Regions from separate parts of the Mus musculus genome. Here region 1 is linked to region 2. Evidence: chromatin contacts called from public HiChIP or PLAC-seq data. All regions are on one chromosome and are shown on one strand. Each heading gives the region's core, a stretch centred on a gene start, on an enhancer-like site or on the middle of the called end of the contact. The rest is flanking DNA. Distances are from core to core; before and after follow the strand shown. Region 1 holds the start of Iqcg (IQ motif containing G). Region 2 has its middle 10 kb from the start of Gm34766.

Region 1 (6,681 bases), core at 1,690-4,189, 370 kb after region 2:
CTGAGTGCCAGTGTTCATCTCTCTCTCTGCTTCCTGACTGTGGCTGGCTTGTGGCTGGTCCCTTCTGCTCTTGCTGCCACACCTACACCTCCAAGTGTGAGCCAAGACAACACCTTTCATGTCTGCCCCAAACTGCTTCCTGTGTGACATTTTGTCCCACAGACAGGGAAAGCTTAACTGGCCCAGATCCCACACCAGAGTCACTTGCTAAACGCCCTCAAGCGCCCACCCCACAGCAGCGCTGAAATGGGAAGGTGTTTATACTTTAGGGCGTTACATTAGTTGGTTACATTGTTACCGAAAAGTAATCCACCGAATTCAACAAATGGCGTAATTGCAACAGTACAGGGACAAACAAACCGGAACTTGAAACATACTCGTCCATTCTTCCTCAGTTTCTTTCCTTGCCCTCTGGGCTAGATTTATAATTTCACAAGAATGAAGGAACCTAAAGTAGAAAAGAAACATTGATATCAGTTCCAGGGAATGCTAATTTTTTTCCCTTTACTCTCAGGCTCTTTTTGTAGGAGAGAAAACAAAACAAAACAAACAAACAAACAAAAACCCCACAGAATCCCAAGAGCTATCTATAGCTTGTCTCCTCCTGCTTAGGGAAGCAGGCTCATAAGATGCAGGCTTGTTTTTGTTGTTGTTGTTTTCCAGACAGGGTAGATGTAGGCTTACTAAGTGGCTGGCTCCATTACTGGTTCATCAAACCAGAAGTTATACTCAAGGTAGTCTTTTGCCTCTTTTTACGGTAAATTGACATCTAACACAATTTTAATGTGTGTACTTGTACTCTGAGTTTGACTGTGAATCAACAGAGAACTTTTTTTTTTTTTTTTCTTTCAAGACAGGGTTTCTCTGTATAGCCCTGGCTGTCCTGGAACTCACTTTGTAGACCAGGCTGGCCTTGAACTCAGAAACCTGCCTGCCTCTGCCTCCCAAGTGCTGCGATTAAAGGCATGTGCCACCAACGCCCAGCTTCAGATTTATTTTTGATTCTTTAATTTCTTCTATTATTCTCACTTATATATTAAATTAAATATTTCTGCCCTGCTCTATCAGAGAACAGAATTTACTGTAACTTGACTTAGAGAAATCGAGTTTGGGCTGACAAGATGGCTAAGCGGTTAAAAGCAATCAGTGCTCTTCCAGAGGGTCCTGAGTTCAAATTCCAGCAATCATATGGTAGCTCACAACCATTTGTAATGAGATCTGACACCCTCTTCTGGTGTGTCAGAAGAGGCCATCCTTGGCTCAATACAGGGAGTTTGGGGCCAGCCTAAGCTACATGAGACTTTGTCCTTCTTGTTAATGGCTTTAAAAAAAAATGTGTATGTGCCTGCTTGTCTCTATGTGCACTGTGTGCATACAGCAGATTTCCTAGCGCTGAAGTTATAGGTAATTGTGAGTCCCTGATGTAGATGCTGGGAACTGAACTGAAGACCTCTTTAAAAACAGTGTATGCCCTTAAACATTGAGACATTTCTCTAGTCCCTGTCTCAAAACAAAACAACAACAATAACAATAACAAGTTGCATGTAAAATCTAGCTCTAGAGTCTGAGGCCATCTTCCGACCTCTGAAAGCACACACATAAACAGGTTTTTAAAAAGGAAGTCTTGCTGGGCGGTGGTGGCTCACGCATTTAATCCCAGCACTCGGGAGGGAGAGGCAGGCGGATTTCTGAATTTGAGGCCAGCCTGGTCTACAGAGTGAGTTCCAGGACAGCCAGGGTTATACAGAGAAACCCTGTCTTGAAAAACCAAAAAAAAAAAAAAAAAAAAAAAAAAAAAAAAAAAAAAAAAAGGAAAAGAAAGGAAGTCTTGACCTTTTAACATACCACATGTCTAATCTGCTTGTTGTCTTGTTTTTTTTTTTTTTTTTTTTTTGCGAGGAGTGAGGGAGCAAGGATGAGATTTCTTACTCTGTAGCTCAGGATATCTGTGTACACATAATGTACCTCTTACTGACCTAAAACAGAGCAATCTTCATACTTCAACCTTCTAAGTGCAAGGATTACAGACACCAGAGCCAACATGCCATCCTTGCTCCCTCATGTAGGCTGCAAGAGGGCAGACGTTTTAGTCTGTTTACTCTGGTGCCCTACAAGCCTACAGCATTCTTGGTAGTGGTAGTCATTCAATAAATTACTCTCTGATTAAATGAATGGATCCATCAGTTCGCCTTAATTAATGCACAAGTTAGGAACTGTAAATCTGAGTCTATTAAATTTATCTGTGGGCTGGTGAGATGGCTCAGTGGGTAAGAGCACCTGACTGCTCTTCCGAAGGTTCAGAGTTCAAATCCCAGCAACCACATGGAGCCATAACGAGATCTAGCTCCCTCTTCTGGAGTGTCTGAAGACAGATATAGTGTACTTACATATAATAAATAAATGAATTTTAAAAAATTTATCTGCATCCGACAAGTCAGGGAAAGGATGGAAGGATATCTTCTATCTCTCACTTCCTCACATCGTCTCCCTTTTTTTCAGATGGGGTCTCATGTAGCTCAGGCTGACTGGCACTCCCTATGTAGCAGAGGATGGTCTTTTAAGTCCTATTCACCTGCTCGCACAGCTAGAATACTGGGGTTACAAGCAAGCACCGGGACCGCGGTTTGCCTCATGGATGTTTGTTGCTGTTAAGATGGGGCCTTGCTATGTAACTTAGCCTAGCCTCGAATTTGTGATGTGATCCTCCTACCTCAGTCTCCGGAATAAATGCTGAGGTTAACGGGCAACGGCTACCACACCCTGTTTGTTAAATTAAAGATGGGAAAAAATAAAAGAACAAATCAAGAGAAACTCCTGCCTTCATGCTCCAGGTTTTTCTCTCCTATATGGTAGGATCCCAGTCTCCATTCTAGGAAGAGGAGAAAACACTTAACTTTTCCTTACCTCTCTACCAGCCCAGCTGGAGGCGGGAACCAAACTAATCGGTAGCTATGGCAACGCGTCGCGCAAGCTCTTTTTTTTTTTTAAGTAGGACCCCTGATTCTTTCTTAGTCGACTACGATTTTGCCTTTCCTTGTTCCTAAATAATACGTGTTGCCGCTTACAAAGACGAAAGGGCAGGAGGGAAAGAATTTAAAGTTCTTGAGCGCGGCTTGGCTGAGTCGAGCCTCTCTCTCTGTCTCTGACCTTTGCTTTCTGGCGCAGTGTGAGCGGCCTAAGCGCGGAGAGGGGCGGGGCGTGCGTCCCACAAGGCCGCGCGGCGGGGCTTGCCTTCCTCTTTCCGCCATCTTGGCGCCTGTGGAGGTGAGGGGGGTTCCTGCTGCTGAGCTTTGGGGCCCGATTGCTGGGGTGCGTTTAGTTTCATCCCTCACCGAGACAACCTGGCGTCTCGGAGAACCCGACCGCCAGAGGTTTCTGGGGATTCCAGGAGGATGGAGGGCGGGATGGAGGCGATGACGGGCTGATGGTGTGGAGGCCCCGGCCGGGGGAGGAGAGCTCGCTGGTCTCGGTCGATCTCCGGCTCGGGAGGAGAGAATGGGTGCATTTCCCCCGGTCTTACTGGCCCGGGGAGCGGTGGTCCCTGGGAGCTGGGTTCCCCGCACAGAGCCGGATCTCGCCTGTGTTAGCTGCTTTCTGTACTGATGGAGGCATGAGCTCGCCTCCGGGTTCCTTTTGGGGTTTGAGAAGTTAAGTCTCGGGTGAGTCGCCTTCCCACCCGGCCTTTGCCCACGATTCCGAGTCGTTCGTTGTCATTGGTTGTCGGAGCCCTGAGTATTTTGCCAGGCTCTGCCTCTATAGGGGGCAGGGCGTAGGTAAGAGGTCCCCATCCTTGGGACGCCGACTGAAGCCATCTCTCGCGCCGGGAAATAGTGACAGGTGGGATGCGTGCTGCATGACTCTCGGTTGAGCTCTCGGTTTTGTTTTTCAGGCCTGCTGGGAACAGGACTTCTAACAGCAAGTATGTCTGGAAGGTACGCGATCTCACAATAGTCGTTTTCTCCATTTCTGTTTCGTTCTATTAAACGCGAAGCTAAAGTTCAGTGTAATGCGGGAGGGGAACGAGAGGTCTGCTGTAGATAGCTGGAGTAGGAATTGCTACAAAGCAAATCATGGTGGCTTGCTAAAAGATACATGAAAAGTTGTAACGGGGTAGTCATCATGTCTTTCTTAACGTTGTCTTAGGCTGTGGTGCAAGGCCATTTTTGCTGGCTACAAGCGAGGTCTCCGGAACCAAAGAGAGCACACGGCTCTTCTTAAAATTGAAGGCGTTTATGCCCGAGATGAAACGGAGTTCTACTTAGGCAAGAGATGTGCTTATGTGTATAAGGCAAAAAAGTAAGTATGCTCCCATGCCTTTTAATTTTTGGTTGACTAATCTCGTTTTTTCTACTGAAAAGGTAGGGGTGTTAGTGAGAAATTGGTGTGGTTGAGTCTTCCTAGACACGTGAAGAGCTTAGAGGAAATTAGAGAGGGATCTTTTTGTCGGTGGTATGGACTATATAGGCACCATTGGTTCGTAGTACAAGTGTAGAAGTTCCCTGTGTTAAGTCCCTAACATGGTTAAAAACAAAGATTACAGCTCTTAGTACCTTTCATTTTCCTTTGAAAGGGTTTATATAGTACTTTTCAATGTATCTTGATTTGTTTTAGTTACTAAAAATGACAATTACTAGAATAGATTGTTCTTGTTATTGTACAATTTATTTGCTCCCACATCTATATTGAGTTAGGTGATTCTGCTCTGCTCTGTGAACAAACAGTCTATTGCACCCTGACTTAGAACAATTGAGGTTACATTTGGAAAAACTAGTTGAAAAATTAGTTAATTTTTTATGTGCATTGGTGTTTGCTTGTTTGTATAGCTGTGAGGGTGCCAGATTCCCTGGACCTGGATATTTGTGTGTATGTGTGCGTGCGCGCGCGCGCGCGCGCGCGCGCGCTTGTGTGCTTGTTTTAAGCTGGGTTCTATATTGGTTCTCTGGTCCCTCTTTTCCTACTGGGAATTGAACATAAGGCCATACAGAAATTGGCCCTTGTGTGCACTGTCAGGGCATGCGTATGTGTGTGAGTCCTGCATGCCCTTAGTCCCAGCATTCAGGAGGCAGACCTGAGTGAGGTCTGTAGCTGAGGCTCAGCCTGGTTGAGACCTCAGTCGTTTGCTTCATGCCATCATTCTCAGTCTCTGATAGCCTGTGCTTTCAGGTCCTCGTTTTCAGCTTTTATCCTGAGTAGGTGTCATTGCTGTGTCTTTCCACATTTACTCTTAATGGTTTTAGTACACAGATTCTTCTGACTATCCTGGAAATAGGCTTTATGTATATGAATTGTTGAATGAATATTGTTCCCCCCAATTTCTCAAGGTGTTCTGTGTGGAGAGTAGAGGTGGGAGCCTGGACCCTAGGAAATAACTGAGTTAGTGTCATGTTTATGTCCGTGTTGGAGCTCATGCCGCTTATGTCTTTAAAAACCAGCAATACAGTGACTCCTGGAGGTAAACCAAACAAAACCAGAGTGATCTGGGGAAAGGTAACTCGGGCCCACGGAAACAGCGGTATGGTTCGTGCCAAATTCCGAAGCAACCTTCCTGCAAAGGCCATTGGACACAGAATCCGTGTGGTGAGTGCCAATAGCAAAATAAATGGCTCTTTTGATACTTACTACCTACCTCAAGACTTGTGAGTGTAAAAGTCCAGAGTATAAACCAGTTCTGTGAATTGGTGACTGACTTAAGTGGAAAAAAACAGAACTGGCAGGGTGAAGCAGGCGAGGGTGGCCCGCAAATGAATAGCATTTAAGTTTCATTATCACTAAAGCAACCTGGGAGGAGAAATACTTTGGACAGGATTTATTTGTGTCTTTGTGCCAAAGTCTTATGGTGTGCCCCCGGTTGTCCTGGAACTTGTTATGTACACAAGGCTCATATTTGACTATGGCAGGTTCTCACAAAGTTGTCAAGGCTGGTCTTGAACTTAAGTCCTGCCTCAGCCTTCTAAGTAGGTGGGATTTCAGGCCAATGCTACCTAGCTCATCTTATGTCGTGCCTTGTTTGGGGGGCATGTTATGGTTTGTTATGTCTACCATCTCAGTCCTGCCAGACTAGACAGTGACTTTATCCTGTACATGGGAAGCATGCTCATACCATGTTTCAGGACTTTGGCCCACGGGGGCATGCTATGTTGAGATTTTTGTCATACTTTCGCTTGGGTCCATTTATAGTGTACTCTAATGGTGGGAATGTTGGGCGCCACCATACCCCACTCGACAACTTGCATTTTAGGGCTGTCATTTATGTGGGCATACATGGCACAAGAGTGTATGAAAGTCAGAGGGCAATTTGTAGGAGTCAGCTATTCTGCTGTGGCATTTGCAAGAATCAAACTCCATGTGGTCAGGCTTGGTGGCAAGTGCCTGTATCCACTAAGCCATTTCACTTGAGTATTTTTGTTTAGTTTTGATTGCTTTGATTTGGGGCTAGGGTTCATAGGTCAGTTCGGAGTCCTGATTATAGTTAGCATTCATGACCCTTGGTCTTGGGTACCAGGGGGGAAAAGTGCTGGTTCCTGAGGCTGGGAGGTGGCTCAGTTGGAAAAACTGAGGTTTTTTTCCCCCAGCAGCCACATAAAGACAGGCACAGCAGTATCATGTCTGTAATTTGAGCCCTTGGGAAATGGGAGAATCTGTGGGGCAGTCAGTGAGAGAGAGACCGTTCCATCTCAAGAA
Region 2 (6,569 bases), core at 3,869-6,368:
CTTAGAATTTTGGTTGGTTTGGTTCTTGGCCATCCTTAGCAGTTACAGCCACTGTGGCAGTAATCTGGGTGTGTGCAATGTTCTCACTGGCGAGACTGGATGAGGCGTTGTGGGTAGTGAGCTCCAGGGCCGTGATGGAGACTGTGAGATTGTTCAGTGGTTCCACCAGCAGTGAGAGTTGTGGCCGCGTCGTAAGCAGCTCCCTGGCCCTACCCAGACTGCCTGGTGGCAGATCGTGGTGGGAGTTTTCCGTTTGCATGCCTCTCCAGAGTAAGTAGACTTCTCAAAAAGTAAGTTGTGGGACTGGAGAGATGGCCCAGGGGTTAGAAGTATTTACTGCTCTTGAGGCCACCTACGTGGCAGCTCACAACCAGCTGTAATTCCATTTGCAGGGGATCTGATGCCTGACCACTGTGATCACCACACACACATGCAGTGCATATACTTATGTGTAAGCAAAATAGACACACAAACACATTTTTTAAAGTAATTTGAGCTAGACGAGATGTTGCAGTGGGAACAGTGCTCTGCACAGGCATGGAACCTGGATTCGAACCCTCAGCACCACTGTAAAATAAGTAAATAAAAAGTAAGCTGAGGCCAGGAGTGCCGGTGCCTGTCTGTAATCTCAGCATTCCGGAAGCCAAAGCAGGAGGATCGGCGTAGGTCCCAGGTCAACCCGGGGCTGGGTTTCATCATAAGAGCCTGTCTCAAAAACAAACAGAAAAGGGCGGCCAAGTAGATGACTCCGTGGTTGAAGGCGTTTACTGTGCAGGCCTGGTAACCTGATTTTGAGTCGTGGAACCCATGGTGGAAGGAGAGAACAGAATCCCAAAAGTCAGTCCTCTAACTTCACATGTGTCCACACACACACACACACACACACACACACACACAGCCCCCCCAATAACAAGGAACAAGTAAACTCTCTCATGTTCCCTTTCTCTGTGAATTACCTATTAATATCTGTGGATCTTTTTAAATGTAAGATTACTAATCTCTTGCTGACTTTTAGGAAGCAACTAGATCCAGGAAGCTCCTTTGAATCCTACAGATGATATAAGCTTTAGGAAGCAAGATAAATCACGGAAAGTAAATGGACAGCTGGGATTCGTTAAAGACATTGGAGGGAGGCATAGTGCTACCAGGCAGGGAAGGGAGGCACTCAGGCATTGAAGCCAGAACCAAGTTCAAGGTCTGCTTATGGGACTTGACACTATTTAAAAACAGCCCGCAGAAACACTCAGGGTGCTGAATCATGCTGGTGCTCTTGACTGCAGTGGGCCAGAAGCACGGCAGCTCTGGGGGATGGAGCCTTCAGAGCCCACCATGCTGCAGTTAAAGGGACTGGTGGACTGTGCCCAGGGGCCGTGTCCTGCTGAGTTCTGGAATAGCCAGCTGCAGATTTCAGGCAGATGTTGTCCCAGGCTGACTGTTCTTCACCCTCTGGAGACAGGAAATGGCGGCAAGTGGGCAGTGCAGCAAGTGGACTGACTGCTCCTCCAGAAGTCCTGAGTTCAAGTCCCAGCAACCACATGGTGGCTCACAATCACCTATAATGTGATCCAATGCCCTCTTCTGGTGTGTTTGAAGAGAGCAACGGGTTACCCATATACATAAAATAAATCTTACAGAAAGGAAAAAAGTGTATGTGTGTGCTGTGTATGTGTGTACATGTCGTGTGTGTATATGTCATGTGTGTGTCTGGGATGTGGTACGTGCATGTATATATGTTTGGTTTGTAGATGTGTGTGTATATGCCTAGGTGTGTGTGTGATAAGTGTGTGGATATGTGAGTGAGTGTGTTTCTGTATGAGTGTATGTGATATGTGAGAGTGTCTGTGTGTATGAGTGTGTATATGTGTGGTGTGTGGCTGTGTGTGTATATATGTATGACTGTGTCTATGTATATGATGGTGTGGCTTGTGTGTGTGTGTGTGTGTGTGTGTGTGTGTGTGTTAGAGGAGGGAGATGTAGAAGCCTTCACATAAATGAGAAAGCTGCCTCAGACCTGGGATCCCAGGCAGCCCCATGTCACACTATGCAATGTGTGTGGTCCTTTGCCATGCAAACCCTAATTATACTATTAATTGCGGTATGATGTCTTAAAGAAGTATAAAAAAGATGGATTCTAGTTAAGATGCCTAGAATCTAAAGTTCAACTCATGGTATAGATCCCTTACCTAGAATGGAGGAAACTTGTTAGTTAAACAAAAATCAAATTTTCAAACTCTAAAAATAGTTGTAGGTCACGTCATGAATGGGGAAATAGGCTGTATGGGGCCTCAAGTCCTTTTTTTTTTTTATTTTATTTTTTCAGATGTTCTTCATCTCAAAACAACAACAACAACAACAACAAGCCATTTAGTCTGGGACGGGAGCTGCTGCTGCAGTAATTAAAGAATTTATACTGGTCTTACTGAGGATCTGAGTTAGGTTCCCAATACCACATACAGTGACTTAGAACTGCTGTGACTCCATCTCCAGTGGCTCCAAAACCCTCTTCTGGTCTCCACAGGCACTGCATGCCACGTGTGCACGCCCACACACAGACAGGCATCATTTAAAACAATAAGGGGGCGTGGTGGCAATCTTCAATCTCAGTAATCGAGAGGTAGAGGCAGGTGAGTTTGAGCCCAGCCTAGTCTACAGCTTAAGGTCCAGGCCAGTTCAGGCTACATAGTGAGACTCTTAATAAACAAAACCTTTAAAAGAAGGAGAAGACAGCAGCATTTAAAAAAAAAAAAAGCCAGGCGTGGTGGCACATGCCTTTAATCCCAGCACTTGGGAGGCAGAGGCAGGCGGATTTCTGAGTTCGAGGCCAGCCTGGTCTCCAGAGTGAGTTCCAGGACAGCCAGGGCTATACAGAGAAACCCTGTCTCGAAAAAAACTTAAAAAAAAAAAAAAAAAAAAAAAAAAAAAAGAGCACTGGCTGCTCTTCCAGAGGACACGGGATCAATTCTAAGTTATTGCATGGCAATTCAACCATCTATAACTCCACTTCTAGGGCATCTGATTCTCTTCTGGCCTCTGCAGGTGTGAGGGAGACAGACACACGGTGCAAAGACCAAGGATGCAGGTCAAGTCCACGCACATAAGATAATAGAGTAAGTGTCGTCTGGCCTGCTGATCTTTTGGAAGGAAAGAGTGGCTTTACCTGGAGAGCATGGCTCTGGGCACTAGAGCTCAGTAAGGCAGAGAGGACATTCTGCCGAGTGACAGGCCACCCACTAAACGAATCCTGCCGGTTCTGACAAATCAGGAGCTTAGCATCAAGCATCAGCCACTCTGCCCCAATCTCCACCCTAATGCTCTCAGTTTGCCTTAACAAACCAACAAGGCCGCTTTTGGCAACAACAGTTTGTTGTTGTTGTTTTGTTTGTGTGTTTGTTTTGTTACACTCAGAGATATCTTATAGATCATTTTTTTTAACTTTAAAGATCCATTCATTCATCATATGTGAGTGCACTGTAGCTGTCTTCAGACACACCAGAAAAGGGCGTCAGATCTCATTATGGATGGTTGTGAGCCACCATGTGGTTGCTGGGAATTGAACTCAGGACCTTTGGAAGAACAGTCAGTGCTCTTAACTGCTGAGCCATCTCTCCAGCCCTATAGATCATTTTTTAACTCTATTTAAGAAAACTTAAAAAAAAACAAAAAACAAACAAACAAACAAACAAAACACTGTTGCGTGAGTTGCCAGCATGTAAGAATCTGTTGTAAAGAGTGTATTTCAGAAGGCTTTTGTAGGAGCAGGACACTGCGGTTGTTTGTGTGTGTGTGTGTGTGTGTGTGTGTGTGTGTGTGTGTGAGAGAGAGAGAGAGAGAGAGAGAGAGAGAGAGAGAGAGAGAGAGAGAGAGAGAGAGAATGAATCAGGAATGCAATGCACTGTTTTGGCTGTGTTTCCTACACCCCAGGTCTTCCTGTTGGTTTTTGCCTGGTCAACCTGCTAGCTCTTGCAATGTTACTGTGTGTAGCAGAAGCCGATTCGGGTTTACCCAGCCTGGGGAATAAACTCAGGGTTTGTTGGGCAATCTGTCAGCCCTGTTGACAGAACACAAGCTGAATAGACAGTCTGTGCCCCTGGGAGTGACATCATTGTGGCAAAATGGCAAATGCTCTGTGTCATTGTGTACCCAGGGAGGTGGTTCCCCAGAAAGCGACTCTGCTGACTTGGTAGATAATAAAATTACCAGGAAAGTGACATGGGGTGACCGTGTTTCAGTGGTTAGCTGTTAGCTCACAGAATGGACTGGCTTGCTCCTGACCCATTCTCTTTTTGTTGGGGTTTGGGGGAGAGAGGTTGAAGGTTTGAAGGTGCTTCTCATATCCTGGTGAATAACAAGCCTGCTGGGTTCCTTTTGGTCTGTAGATGGGGGTGGAGGAGGACACTCTCTTTAAGCTGGATTGATCCACTTAACAATAGTGTGGCCAAAGGGAAAGAAGAATCTAGCATGCCCCCCCCCTTGCACTTTGGAGGCAAAAGGTGTTTTTAATTTGAAGCAATTTAGTTTTTATGGAACTTTGAACTTGGAGAATGGCTCCCCTGGCTTCTGGATGCAGGAGTTCTCAATGGCGGTCCCGCAGCTGCCAGCCGCCGCCAGGTAAAATGCTAAGATGAGAAACTAAACTGTGCGGTTTTTCCTTAAATTTATTCCGTTTCTCAAACATGTATGAGACAGATGTAAGTAGTGGAGGTAGTAGATAGTACCTTTGCTCCCAGGGCCTTATATTTGGATACTCTGTATCAAGGATTGCTTGAAACTGATCTGCAGAACCTGAGCAATTGCACGTTTGTGTCGACAGCGCCACCTACCGGTAAGATGAGACACTACCCATTTGAGTTAAATTTGAGAGTGTAGGGGGCTAAGGTTGTATGAAGTCGTTTCCCAGCAAATCATTTAAGAGTCTAAACCCTGCTGGTAGGGACTCAGCCCAGGTAAACTTGGGAAGGAATATGTTCGCCTACCATCTGGTACAAAACGGGGATCAGCTAGGGTCTAATGCAAAGAGAAAGGACATTAGAACCCTGTTTCTATGGACAGTTATGGAGGCTCTGAAGGAGGCCAACCAGAGCCAGGGAGAGAAACCAGTGCTCCAGGAGTTAAGTGCTAGGATATTAAAGGCTCAGGCAGAGCACGCAGCGACTCCACCGGAAGTCCCGGCACTACTCCCTTGTGCTGTGTTGACCTTCCTTCTATTTGTCTTCTTTGGTTTTTGTTTGTTAAAGTTTGTTTGTTTGTTTATTATATGTAAGTACACTGTAGCTGTCTTCAGACACCCCAGAAGAGGGCATCAGATCCCATTACGGATGGTTTTAAGCCACCATGTGGTTGCTGGGATTTGAACTCAGAACCTCTGGAAGAGCAGTCAGGGCTGTTTTGTTTTGTTTTGTTTTGTTTTTGTTTTTGTTTTTTCGAGACAGGGTTTCTCTGTACAGCCCTGGCTGTCCTGGAACTCACTCTGTAGACCAGGCTGGCCTTGAACTCAGAAATCCGCCTGCCTCTGCCTCTGAGTGCTGGGATTAAAGGCGTGCACCACCACGCCTGGCTACTCTTTGTTGTTTTTTATGACTGCTGTAATGCCCATTGTAGAATTGGGACAGTCAGCAGAGCGCATTAGAAAAGTTAATTAGTCAGAAAAATACGTGAAACTTGATATATTAGTTTTATCTGTGCAGACATGTATGTATTAATCTTATAAAAATAAGTACATCTGGTGAATGTTAAATTATAAACTGCTTCTTATTTTTTTAAGATTTATTTATTTTTATTTTATATGCATGAGTGTTTGCCTGTATGTCTGTGCATGTATGTATGTATGTATGTATGTATGTATGTATGTATGTATGTATGATTTCCTGTGTGTATGCGTATGTGTCTGAGACGAGAAGAGCGCGTCAGCTCCCCTGGAACCGGATTCCAGGAAACTGTGAGCAACCACAGGTAAGTTCTGGGAACAGAACATGGTTCCTCTGCAAGAGTAGCAGACTCTCTCATCTACTGATCCAATATCTCCAGCACTGTAAACTACTTTTAAATTGTTCACGTTTTATGCTACTGACTTTTCATCTTGAACATCCTTGAAACACTACATACTTTGCCTTCTGTGGATAAACTCTTGTTGTGTAAGACATTATTTTGTTAACATTTCTCTTGCACACGCTCAACTGGCCAGGAAGAATGACGCTGCAACAGGATCCTTCTGCACACGTTTACTGGGAGAGCATTGATTGCATAGGCGAAAGAAGAACAACCCCAAACAAGGAAAATGATGCTGCTTATATACCCCTCCATGTGACATGTCAGCTCCTGATTAGCTGCTCACTCATTACCCCACTACTACGCCCCGGGATGGGCAGTAACTTCGCACGAATTTACTCTTGCACCTGCGCACATTACTTGTTTACCAGTTAGGCACAGCGGAGGCTTGTGATGGCAATTGCTCACGGCTCTCCACGCATTTCTATGTTTTTTTTTGTTTTGTTTTGTTTTTGTTTTTTTTGAGACAGGGTTTCTCTGTGTAGCCCTGGCTGTCCTGGAACTCACTTTGTAGACCAGGCTGG

The links. HiChIP or PLAC-seq counts read pairs in DNA pulled down with a chosen protein or histone mark.
Region 1: a contact with region 2 is called in a FOXA1 HiChIP or PLAC-seq map of pancreatic cancer cells. The contact joins the promoter of Iqcg here to the enhancer-like site in region 2. A contact is called at or near these places in 7 of 39 promoter capture datasets (the C10 cell line, embryonic stem cells, hematopoietic stem and progenitor cells and 3 more), 1 of 15 datasets of contacts at CTCF or cohesin (pro-B cells), 6 of 484 Hi-C or Micro-C datasets (the G1E-ER4 cell line and embryonic stem cells), 11 of 115 datasets of contacts at active chromatin or transcription factors (the 230-238 cell line, the SCID.adh cell line, embryonic stem cells and 4 more) and 3 of 9 other capture datasets (adipose tissue, embryonic stem cells and liver).

What each region holds. Positions count from the first base shown.
Region 1 is chr16:33,053,247-33,059,927 of GRCm38.p6, forward strand. Iqcg (IQ motif containing G) reads right to left here and starts at 2,940. Exons shown (of 11, transcript NM_178378.3): 1 at 2,905-2,940; 2 at 378-448. The coding sequence starts at 385. Rpl35a (ribosomal protein L35A) reads left to right here and starts at 3,207. Exons shown (of 5, transcript NM_001130485.1): 1 at 3,207-3,264; 2 at 3,890-3,932; 3 at 4,144-4,296; 4 at 5,433-5,577. The coding sequence starts at 3,922.
Region 2 is chr16:32,684,898-32,691,466 of GRCm38.p6, forward strand. No RefSeq gene overlaps it. Among named protein-coding and RNA genes, the nearest start is that of Gm34766, 10 kb to the right of the region's middle. Within about 2 kb of position 5,119, at least 38 of the 459 cell types and tissues checked have an H3K27ac peak or open chromatin away from gene starts, as enhancers often do. A contact at or near this core is called in the G1E-ER4 cell line, the SCID.adh cell line, embryonic stem cells and 3 more, where this site is marked.